Linked DNA regions of Zea mays: regions 1 and 2 are each linked to region 3. A link is a contact called in public Hi-C data. All regions are on one chromosome and are shown on one strand. Each heading gives the region's core, a stretch centred on a gene start, on an enhancer-like site or on the middle of the called end of the contact. The rest is flanking DNA. Distances are from core to core; before and after follow the strand shown.

Region 1 (3,605 bases), core at 999-3,498, 560 kb after region 3:
AAAATGTGTATCTAAAAAAGCCAAAACAACCTATAATTTGGAATAGATGGATTACATATCTACCTACGAGGAAACTAAGCCACTAACAACTAAAGCAAATTATTACTATCTAGTTTTAATAGTATTGTGCTGGTGAGCACAGCAGCACAACATCTTACCACAGGATTGTTTGCAGTATCATCTTCCAGGATGTTCTCACTGTCAGGTACTTCAAAGAAAATGTCTGTACATAAGTTACCAACAGATTAGCTGCACAAGATGAGCACTGTGAAGGCTCTATTGTACATTTTCCCCTATGCATCAAGATATTACCTCCATATTCATCAACAACATATTGAAACTCCGACCAAGAAACATGTCCATGAGGTTCATTGTGTACCCTAGCAGGAAATACAAGCAACCCCTTGCTATTTGCCTAGAGAAGGAAGATTGCAAACGTTACCTAGGCTCAGATACTCACTGGCATGTCTTATAAAGGTATAAACCATCATTTTGTTTGTTACGCGCCTGGAGGAATTTGTGCAGGTTTTTACAACAAATATTTGGATTAGTTTGAAGAACTCTATACTACAGGCCATAACCATACCTATGAAACATTAAATAGCTAGGTGCATAAGAAACACACTATTTAGTTGCACCAGGTTACCATACCTCTACTACTGTTCTAGCTGTTTCAATATCTGTCAGCAACAGGTCCTTCTTCTTTGGACGTTCTTTAACTTCTTCAAGAGGGTGATAACCCCGATCTCTCGTGTACTTTGAATCTGGCATTGAGTCTGAATAATCAGCAGCCACGCGAACCTTGATTAGGGATGAGTCTTGATCAGTTTGCAGCCACCAGGGCTGAATTGATCCAAAAGGGTTTCGGCAGCGGAAACTGCAAGAAATGGTTGCAGGTGTTAGATTCGAAATGCAAGAAAGCCATTGAGAGTCAGTCACGATAAGGATTGGAAGGACCTTAGATTAGATAGGTCATGAAATCTTCGGGTGTCAAATGGGGTTTTAACCCAGCTTAAGGTGGCTCCTGACGCCATTGAACACTTTTCAGCAGAGGCCACTGAATGAGTTCTGCAAAAATGAAAACGTAATTGTTAGGCCAAAAAATGCGGATTGCTCAGGTACTTAAAATACTCTTTTCAAGGAATATGTACATAATATGGATGATTCTGCATGGATGGTATTTCTCCAGTCTTGACACAATTTAAACATGCTGCTATGTACCAGATCAAACAGATGTTACTAGTATTCTCAAAGAAAATGATACACAAGAGGGTACCGATGACAAAAGAAAGGGTTAATTTCCTTTTCTGAAAAAGAAAAAATGGCTAAAAATTCATCTGTTTCAAAGGAAGGGAGCATAACTAATATCTGTACCCTCTCCAACATTGAGCACAATATGTTATTCGGTTATTGTGTTGATTATCAATCAAATGCAGCTGGCTGACCAATGAGGCCTACTCGGATTAGAACACGTAACATGGTAAAGTGCATCCAGATGGAAGAAAAATTAGGTCTTCGTGAACACCTTCCTTCAAAGAAGTTAGGCATATCACTATTTCCTGCCCTGGATAATGGCAGAGTTCTAGTCAGATGAACCGGGATAATCCGCTGAGGGAAACGAGACACTTGTGAATGTGCAAACCACTCATGTTCACAAAGATCACATCGAAACCGAACCCAAGTTATGTTATGTTTAGTCCATCCGGCCTAATTCCTCAGTACCTTGTACTGACGGTGGGACCAGATCAGAGCACTTTACCAACTGAAGCCGTTGCAATTACCGTCACACTGCAAATTTGTAACAAACTAATACCAAAGCGATTCAACCGAATTCTCCAATCAATCAAGACTATATAGTTCAGTGAGCAACCGCATGCGAACTGCACTGGTCACGGAACAGGTATCCTCTGTAGCCTGTTCTTCAAGCCAAGCATCATTATAAAGTATAAACTAGTATGGACATTTAAAAGGAAATAAACCAGTATGGACAGTTAAAAAGGAAGCAGTAGACATCTCGGGGACGCCAACCCTCGCAGCGCAACCAGATTGGATACGGGAAGGGCGAGGTCAGCGGCGCTCACCTGCAAAACCAAGGCTGGCCACCTGAAACGAGAGGAAAAAACAAGGGCCGCAGGAAGGATCAGGCGGAGCAGAGCAGAGCCGCAGCGTGCGGCGGCGAGAGCGGCAACCCCCTGCCTCTGCTGCAGGACGGCGGAACACCCCAGGGAAGACGGATCACCGCGCAGACTAGTCTGGCTAGCGACTTCTCTGCCTGTCTTGTCCTGCGCTGCTCTCTGCCCGGTTCCCCCTCTTCCCTTTGGGACCACCGAGAGAGCAGCCGCCAACTCAGTAGCCCAGGGCCCTTTTGGTAATTTGCGCATCCTACACGCACAGCGCAGGGCAAGCTTTCATCACGATTAGAACATTTTTCGTTATAGTCAGGTTTATTTAAATGCACTAGAGTTAATAGTTAGTTGGTTAAAAATATATTTTATTAATAGAATCATATGACACCGTGATTTGATTTAGCTACGTATTTTGTTTGGTTCACGTCACTAACAAAATCAAATAGCTGAAATTGGATTACAGAGCTGAAGGAGCGGTAACAAAAGTGTATGTCTCATATCTGATTACTTTGTATTCGGTTACACAACTGGCCGGCACCAAACAAAATCTGACAGAAACACTTACAGCTAAAATCGAAATACGTTATAATTACACGAACCAAATAACACCTTAATTCAATGCTTTATCTTGAAATATAGAACTTAACTAATAAAAATAGATCCAATAATAAAAATTTTTATTAAAAAATATGACAGGATATGAAGTGACAAATATAAACACCTTAGATTAGTGCCATATTCTTATTTTCAACATCATTCTCAAACTTTCCTTTTTAGTGATGTAATCTATTTTTTTAAAATACAAATTTAAAGATTAATTTATTTATTCTTAGTGTCTTAAACACTTTAAATTATACAATATTTAAATTTTTATGTCACTATTTTAAGGACAAATATGCTCTTATAGTAGAAATCCTTTTTAATGATGTAATCTATTTTTAAAATACAAAATTTAAAGATTAATTTATTTATTCTTACTGTCTTAAACACTTTAAATTATACATTATTTAAATTTTTAGGTCACTATTTTAAGGACAAAATATGCTCTTATATTAGAAATTCTTCTCTCGATTTTCACTAACACCGGCTATAAAAAAGAAAAAAAATGGTACCAGGTTTGAAGACAATTCTACCACTAGAGCCTCTGGGCCTTTCATAATTAACTTTTTCATTTTCATTTTTAAAAGCTCTATGTGAAGATGGGGGAATGATAATGCGATTAAGGTCCTGTTTGTAAGCACATGTTTTTAATAAACTGGTTTTTATAAACTAGAATGGTTCCAAACATACTAATTTATAGAAATCGAATTTTCAGTTTCTTAAAAACCAGAAAGCTAATCTTTCATAGCTAAAACCAGCTTTTGTTTATTCAATTACATCATGACATTGTTGGTTTCATGGAATTTACATCTTTTGCCATCGCTTTTTAAAATAGAGGAAGTATATGCTAGTAATTGTTGTTTAAAAACTAGAAATTTG
Region 2 (3,735 bases), core at 667-3,166, 560 kb before region 3:
TCACAAACCAACAAGTGCATCATGCACCTCCCTTTATTCAAAACTGGAACCCCATAAGGAAACAAACTATTGTTACCAATATTTTATTTTTCAAACTAATGTAGTGCTGTCAAGTCCCTTTTGAATATTATGTTGTTAATATAGTTTATTACTGAGCGAAAAATACTTTGCTGCTATAATACCACCACACTTTCTTCTACACAAAAACAGACACACTCAAGTTTTCACACACCAATTTGTTGCACAAAGGCAAACGAATGAGATATTCACAACAACAGCAACAAACAACACACAAAGCCTTTTAGTCCCAAACAAATTAGGATAGGCTAGAGTTGAAACCCAACATAAACCACAAATCAAGGTTCACTCACGTTCTACATGTTTTCTTTTGGGTTTCATCTCCAATAGAATGGCTAGGTTCGTGTTCAACGTTAGAGATATTTACATAAACAAATCACTCTAAAATATGATTTATACCTCCATGTTTGGCTCATTGACTGGACATAGAATTTCTTCTGCTTCACGCAAGAGGTTCATTCGAAAGCATGATGTAGCAAACAAGTACCGGGACTCCGGCAGCTTCTTCCCTTCATATAACATCAGAAACAAAATCCATAAACCATCCAAACTACCTTTATATAATATATGTGTTACATGGCGAGCATATAACCATCCAAACTTACCTTTCAAAACGTGATATGCAGCATATGGCTGATTGTTGTGTAGGTAGCAGGTTGCTAGCAATTGCACATTGGTCTGTGCAGAGGAGGTAGAGCAAGAACATTTAGTGCCCACAACTATGTTGCAAATGGACTTAAAATTAAAAAAAATAAACTAAGATTTTTTGTGAGCAAGAATTACTAATTGAAAAGAAAGCATTGTAAAGCAGGCACAGATTCAGGTTAATCAGTGAGGTCATCTGCTAAGAAATTGAATGCATAGTCTCATACACACTAAACATGCATTCAAGTTATGTCGACTTTCATCCCACATGAAGACCTATGATCCACATCAAGAACCTAAATAAAAACTAAAACACAAAACCATGCATTCAAATTCCTGAACTTCATCCCACATGAAGACCCATGAACCACGTCAAGAACCAAAATTAAAATTAAAACCCACACCCTCAAGTAATTATAAGGTTAGAAAAGAAAGTGGGTGAGCATGTCCTGTAAGAACATAGAATTCAAGCAACTGAATACCTAATGGGCTATAAATATTGTCACCCCAAGGTTCTGACAAGGAAAAGAACTCACAGGCATACACGTTACTGTAACCAATGCCCATTATGCATAAACACCAGTAGAGCTTTTACCTGTGAAATTGCCTCAAAAATTTAGGCAGAAAATCACCCTCTCCAGTAAAAGTTCACTATGAACCCTAGATGAATCACGCGGGATACTCCAGTTCCCTACACCAGCTATAGAGAGCTGTTCTAATTCAAGCCTAGATAAGCTACAGACCAAAAGCTCACCACTCTGCTACTCTACTCCTAATGCAACCCTAGACACTTCAAAAAAAACGACAGAAGACTACTGAATCGAACTAAACAACGGAGGTGAGCCCCGCGCTCAAATCACTGCCACACGCCTGATCCGACCCCCAGATGTACCATTCCCACGCGCAATACACCGAATCGAGACGTACTAGCCTCGTTAAGGAACATGGATAAAAGGGGGCTACCTCGGAGGGGAACTGTGCGCAGAGGCGCTCGCAGAGGAATATGGCGTTGCGGTACATGAAGAGGCGGAGGCTACTGTGGACGCGGTCTACCATTAGGGTTTCCATCGCCGCCCAGCGGCGGCGGCGAGCGCGGGTGGGCGATATCAAGGGGATTGGGGAAGTAGTGCGGTGGCCGAAACGCAGGCGGCAGGCGCAGCAGGGGAGTGTGAGTGTCCGGACTCTGGTCGTTTGAATCAGCCGTTTGAATCCAGCAGGCTCTTGATTTTTGGGTGCGATGCGATCTGATAGGGCATTCCAAGTTTCCAACGAGTGCCGTGCCTGTGCGAAACAGCCGAGTTACATGGCCGACAAGTGGGCCATAGGGTTCGCTCCGAATATGTGAACGTTGGACAAGCCCGGCTGGGTTATTTGCTATTACAGTTTGAATGTGGATGTTGGAAAGCATGAAAATTGAATTGGGTTCAATTACAAATCAAACATGATACTGAAATGAGATATAATTTCAAATATATTGTTTGGATGTTATTGAATTAGAGTTTGGATTTGTGTGGTCCAATTCCACTCAATACAGAGGAGTAGTGCTCTGTATTAGGAGACGGAATTTCTAGTTATAGTCCAATTCTATGGAATTAGGTCTCTGATTCCAAATCTCAATTTCATGTACAACAAAATAATAAAATTCTAGAAATCTGATTCCAATTTCTAATCATGTGCTCCAATATCTACATACAAACGGGGTATACTGGTTTAAAGTGGCTTCTTCATCATAATAGTACTATATAATATAGTGTTTGGTTTGAGTAATGAGCTAGTCCATCATCTTCTAGCTCCTCACTTTTTTTGTTTGGTTTATGAAATGGAATGAATTGATCCATCACCAACTCATTCATCATAGTTAGTTAGTTAGTTAATACTAATATGAGAAATAGACTTATCCCAACAAATTTGAAGAATTGACCCATGATGCACCACCTCATTTTAGATAGAAGGATTCCTCAACCCAAAAACCCCCTAACAGATTAGGTTTATCTATAATACTCAACTTATCTAAAATAGTACTCCCTCTGTTTTAAAATATATTTCGTTTGACTTTTTCAACCCAACTTTGATCACTCCTCTTATTCAAAAAAAATCCATGGAAAATGAAAAAAAATCTAAATCATATGTCCCTAGAAATGATTGAGACAAGTGCCAATATCGAATGCCAGGAGAAAGCTACGAAGTGTTCGCCTTGTCCCCTAGAGAGGTCATAGACTACCCTATTTATATGCCTAAGGGGAGCACGTCTTTGTAGATGAGGCTGCTTGCCTGCTGCGGAGGGTGTCTTCACGTCCTGTAGACAGCAAGGCCTTTGTACTTCGTTGTTCACTTGAATTCGCTGGTTTCCCGCTGAGAGCCGAGGCTAAGGCTGAGGGTTTGGCTCTATGCCCGAGCCCTCAGGGGAGGGCTACCCATATCGTAGTGGTTGTAATAGGGCTTAGTTATGGAGAAAAGCCACTTGCGGGATGTGTCAGCGCTTCTGTATCTGATGACATTGGGGTGCCCTTGGCTGCAGATATCGAGATCGGAGCCGAGTTCGGGCAAGGCGGAAGTCTTCCCGAGGTGATGGCTGAATCCTTACTGATGTGTGCCACAGTCGACGGAGTGGTTTCCTGCAGGATTCGTGGTATAGCAGGTAGCCGAGGCCAAGCTCGAGCGAGGCGAAAGCGGTATCTGAGGGTGAGCTTGGCGTTGGGCGAGGCGGAGTTTGGGCCCGAGGGCTAGTCCGCTCTTCTGTTGTATTAAACATCCCGTCAGGGGATGGCATGCGACGTGCGTGCACAGTAGCGCGTGTGTAATCATGTTGTTGGTATTGGACAAGACCATAGTCGTCTTGTATTGTACGCCTGTAACCTTGCGTGGGGTAGGTACGCGCATTGAATGCGGCTGTTAGGGATGGCAATGGATGTGATTTATCCACGTACCCGCGGATAAAAAACCCGTTGGGCACGGTTTTGGGTACAAACCTGTACCCGTGGACACGGATACGGGTAGCATTTGGTATCCGTG
Region 3 (3,891 bases), core at 929-3,428:
TGTTTTTAATAAAGCATGGATGATATCGCCAGGTGTTAACAATAACAATTTATGCATGGTCTAAAAAATACACAACATAATATGGCATATAGTAAAAGGAACTGTCACTCAATATTGTCTATCTCAAAACTATTAACAACCCTAGCTTAACAGGCGAACTCAACAAGAGAATATTGGGGCAAATAGATAAACAGGTTTTTTCCCTGAGGCATGTGCAGCAGCAGAGATCAATGGATACATTCCATAAGCCACTAAAAAGAACTGTTTTTTCAATAGTACATCGTAGCTCAACGGATAGTGCTCAGTGTGTATGCGGGGAATTACAAAATTAAATCATAGCGCCTTGTGTATCACATGCATCAGATGGTGCTTCTGATAAACATTATGTGTAAGGGAAATGCATAAAATGTAACAGACACCTAAGCAGCATAGCAAAGCATTAAATTGGATGCTACACCAGTCTACCGAACTGTGTTTCTCCAAATCCAGAGCAGAGTGGTTGAATTATCCAACTCAACCAAGATTCAAGCTGCTTGACAGATAATAGCAGCAAAAACTAAAAGCACTCCTAGTCCTGGTATGGAAGTGATAAACGGACAATCACACAAAAAGAAAAGGAAATGGGAAAAAGAGGTTACACGGTAGTGCGAAAGGACCTCTAGCCAAGTTGGTTAGGTGGTCTGAGTAGCATTCCTCAGGTTCTTAGTTCGAATCCCAGTGGGAGCAAATTTCAGGTTGAGGCTAAAAAAGGTGACTCGCTGGTTCCCCTGGTTGTGTGCGCACAAGATGGACTGGCCTATGGGGGCGGATCCTCATGTAGGGACTACGAGGGCTCAAAGCACGAGTAAAGATCTGGCCTATAGGGGGTGAACCCTCATGTTGCATGGGGGACCAGCTTTCATGGCCTTTCTCGGTCGGGGCTCCGATCGAGCTTCTTCTTAATATAATACTGTGTGGGTGGTCTTTTCCCTACTGGCCGAGTTTTTTTAGATTACACAGTAGTCCAGCTAGAATGACGAATTATATTATCAAAAGGTTAAAAATAGTCACGGAGTAATCAAAGCCAGAAAGATGAGTTCTTTCCACATGTCAGGGACACGACACAGGGTGATAGTATTATATTGCTGTTGTTAGAGTGGACGCACTAACCAGTTCAACCCAAAAGTTCTTTTGGGTTGAACTGATTAGTGCTTCCACTCTAACAGTTGTAATAAGCTTTACCTAAGAATTTCTCCTGGTAGGACGAATTAATGCAAAAAAAACTAGTATTCCCAAAGGAGACACCCCTTCGGTCAGCAACAACCAATGTAACTGAGCAAAAAAGCCATCGGTGCTGTACCTAGCACTAGCAGGCAATAGAACAGCAAAAAGAAACAGCTACATGAACCAAGGTAGTATCATGCTAAATCTACCAAGTAATGATTTTCTACAGCGATGTAGATGATGCAGTGATGCACCGCAAATTAAACAAAAAAAGAACTGACAACTCATTGACAGCTGACAGTTCAAAAAAAGGTTATCTTTTTACGCTTCTGATAGCAGCAGGTAGAAGCTACTTAACGCTGGGCATAACTAGAAGCTACAAGACTGACGAGCATTAGCAAAACAACACTTTACCATCCTACGGGTCAGGTCACAGACCTAACAGTAGAGCAAAAAAACCTAGATTGAAAGCAAATTGTTGGAAGCTTGAGCAAGGCCACCCACCTACGGAGACGCCGATGTCCGTGTCCGCGACCTGGTTCTTGCGCAGCTTCCGCTCCAAGTGCGCGGCAATCCATATGGTCCCGAGGGGACCCTTTTTGGCCAAAATGAACTGCGAGTAAAACATCTCCGACTCCCCTCCTTACGCTGAGAAGGGGCGAACCCAGAAAAAAAAAGTCAATTTTTTGCGAAGACAATCGAAGTTAGCTGGCAGAAGACACGTGTACACTTGTAATTAGATCAGATCCGAGTAGAAATGCCAAATAGCGTAAGCTAGGGTTTGGGTGCACGGTTTCGCGCGGCAGGAAGGAAAAAGAAAGGGCGGGCATACCTCCAAGGGCATACCTGGAGGGTGCTCGTCACCGGAGCGGCACGGCGAAGATCTGGCGTCGAGCGGCAGCAGCGGTCGCTCAAGCGTCGCCACAGGCGAGAGGGACTGAGCGCGCACGCGGGGGGTGAAGGGAAGAAGAAAAAAGCAGGGGGGGAGATACTCCCGTGGAAATTTGTCTGTGACAGGAGCGGGGCTTTGCTTGGACTTGGACGCCTGCGTTGGCTGTGAGAACTGAGAAGCTGAAGCTGCTGCAAGCTGAAGACAAAAGTGACACACGTTTCGTGCACTCACCCCTGTGGTTGTTCGGAATATTTTTTTCCAGCCCTGGCGCTGCAAAATTAGCAAAACACCTCCTCGAGCTCGAGCAGTGAGTCTGTGTGTGAACTGACAGTGATGAAGTGACCGTGGCATCGTGCGGAGGAAATGTCACGTGGCTGTGGAGGTGGAGATAGCGTGCCGCACATTGAATTTAGCGGATAAAGTGCTTCCTCTAATTAAAGTTTATTTCGTATTATATCAAATGTTGGAATATTAATTATGAGAATTAAATATAGCTTTAATAAATTTGTCTCGTCTTTTATTATTTATCTGTGTTTTAGTTTTACACTTAGATTATATTTAATATCTATAATTATTATACAAATATTCTATATGGCAAAGACTACAGTTAGTTGAGTGGATCCAAACAAACATTCTATGTGAAGACTACAGATTCAAACACCCCCTGAAATATGTGTTGGCGTGGTTGGATCTCCTATCCGTGTGCATAGGAATGACAGTTGGGCGGGTACCCGTGGGTTTTCGATCCAATAGGGGACATGGCAGTCTACGGGTTCGGCGCGGGTATTGAACACTACATGACGGTTTTCCATAGGTGCGAACAGTATGCAAGCCTAAAATATGGCCCTATAACGTGATATATATAAGGTAGAGGCCCAACTGATTCGCTTGCCCTAAAGTCATCGCTTCCTTATTCCCTGCTTCCTCCATTATTCCCCGGCCACACGTGCACCACCTATTACTCCCCACATGTTGACGCGGCACCGTCCACTACTCCCCCACTGGTCGTTGTGGCGCTGCCCGCTGCTCCAGTCTCTAGGTGCTCCGTGCTCCTCCCACTGGTCGTCGTAGTGTCGCATTTTCGTAGAGCCGAGGAGAAAACTTCCCACCACGTTGAGAAATCACTCAACCTTCCCTCCCTCTCCCATCTTCCTTGCTCTGTTGCGCTTGCGCTGGCCCTAAGATTTACATTGCCTCCTCTCTGACACCTCACCCTCGCCTCCAGTGGGCCAAGCTGCCTCCTCGCGACCTATGCGCGACTGTAAACAAATGCCTATTTTGTTGCTCGGTCCAGGGAGCATTGAGCAGGAGGCACAAGGAGGTTGATTCTTCAGATTTTAATCTGAGATAGGGTTCAAGTCGGATGCAGATTTTATTCTCGAGTTTTGGGTTCGGGTCTGCGAACGCTCTACCTACCCCGAACCTGCCTCGTTAACATCCCTACATGTGCATCAGTCTCACAAATGGAAGTGGGACGACCAAGGTTCAACCTTTGAGTTTCTTAGGCTATCAATAATAGCTTAATGATCATCATCTCATGTTTAAAACTTCACTATATAAATAAAATAGTGTTTACATGACCATATGCATAGTATGTTAGTCATAGCCTTCGATAGAGGAAGCAACATGGTGGCTATGGCAGGTCCTCATGTGAAGCATCTAGGTCCCTAAGTAGTGTGTTTGGTAATTAATGACAACTATATGTTGACTAACAAATTATTTGAGAAATAAGAATGAAGGTTGGACAATGGAAAGATGAGCTATATTGAAGGTCTTGGAGACTTTGGTATTGATTG

The links. Hi-C and Micro-C count contacts between places; a contact is called where the count stands out from the background.
Region 1: a contact with region 3 is called in a Hi-C map of endosperm, with 2.3 times the contacts expected there. The contact joins the promoter of LOC100278323 here to the promoter of LOC100383357 in region 3. A contact is called at or near these places in 4 of 25 Hi-C or Micro-C datasets (ear, endosperm, leaf and 1 more).
Region 2: a Hi-C map of tassel shows a contact between it and region 3, with 3 times the contacts expected there. The contact joins the promoter of LOC100192791 here to the promoter of LOC100383357 in region 3. A contact is called at or near these places in 2 of 25 Hi-C or Micro-C datasets (ear and tassel).

Annotation. Positions count from the first base shown.
Region 1 is chr3:171,498,080-171,501,684 of Zm-B73-REFERENCE-NAM-5.0, reverse strand. LOC100278323 (Pentatricopeptide repeat (PPR) superfamily protein) reads right to left here and starts at 2,248. Exons shown (of 13, transcript NM_001151636.1): 1 at 2,082-2,248; 2 at 958-1,068; 3 at 652-877; 4 at 313-415; 5 at 159-223. The coding sequence starts at 1,034.
Region 2 is chr3:172,619,890-172,623,624 of Zm-B73-REFERENCE-NAM-5.0, reverse strand. LOC100192791 reads right to left here and starts at 1,916. Exons shown (of 16, transcript NM_001358555.1): 1 at 1,687-1,916; 2 at 684-756; 3 at 478-587. The coding sequence starts at 1,791.
Region 3 is chr3:172,056,585-172,060,475 of Zm-B73-REFERENCE-NAM-5.0, reverse strand. LOC100383357 reads right to left here and starts at 2,178. Exons shown (of 15, transcript NM_001176013.1): 1 at 2,036-2,178; 2 at 1,708-1,851. The coding sequence starts at 1,831.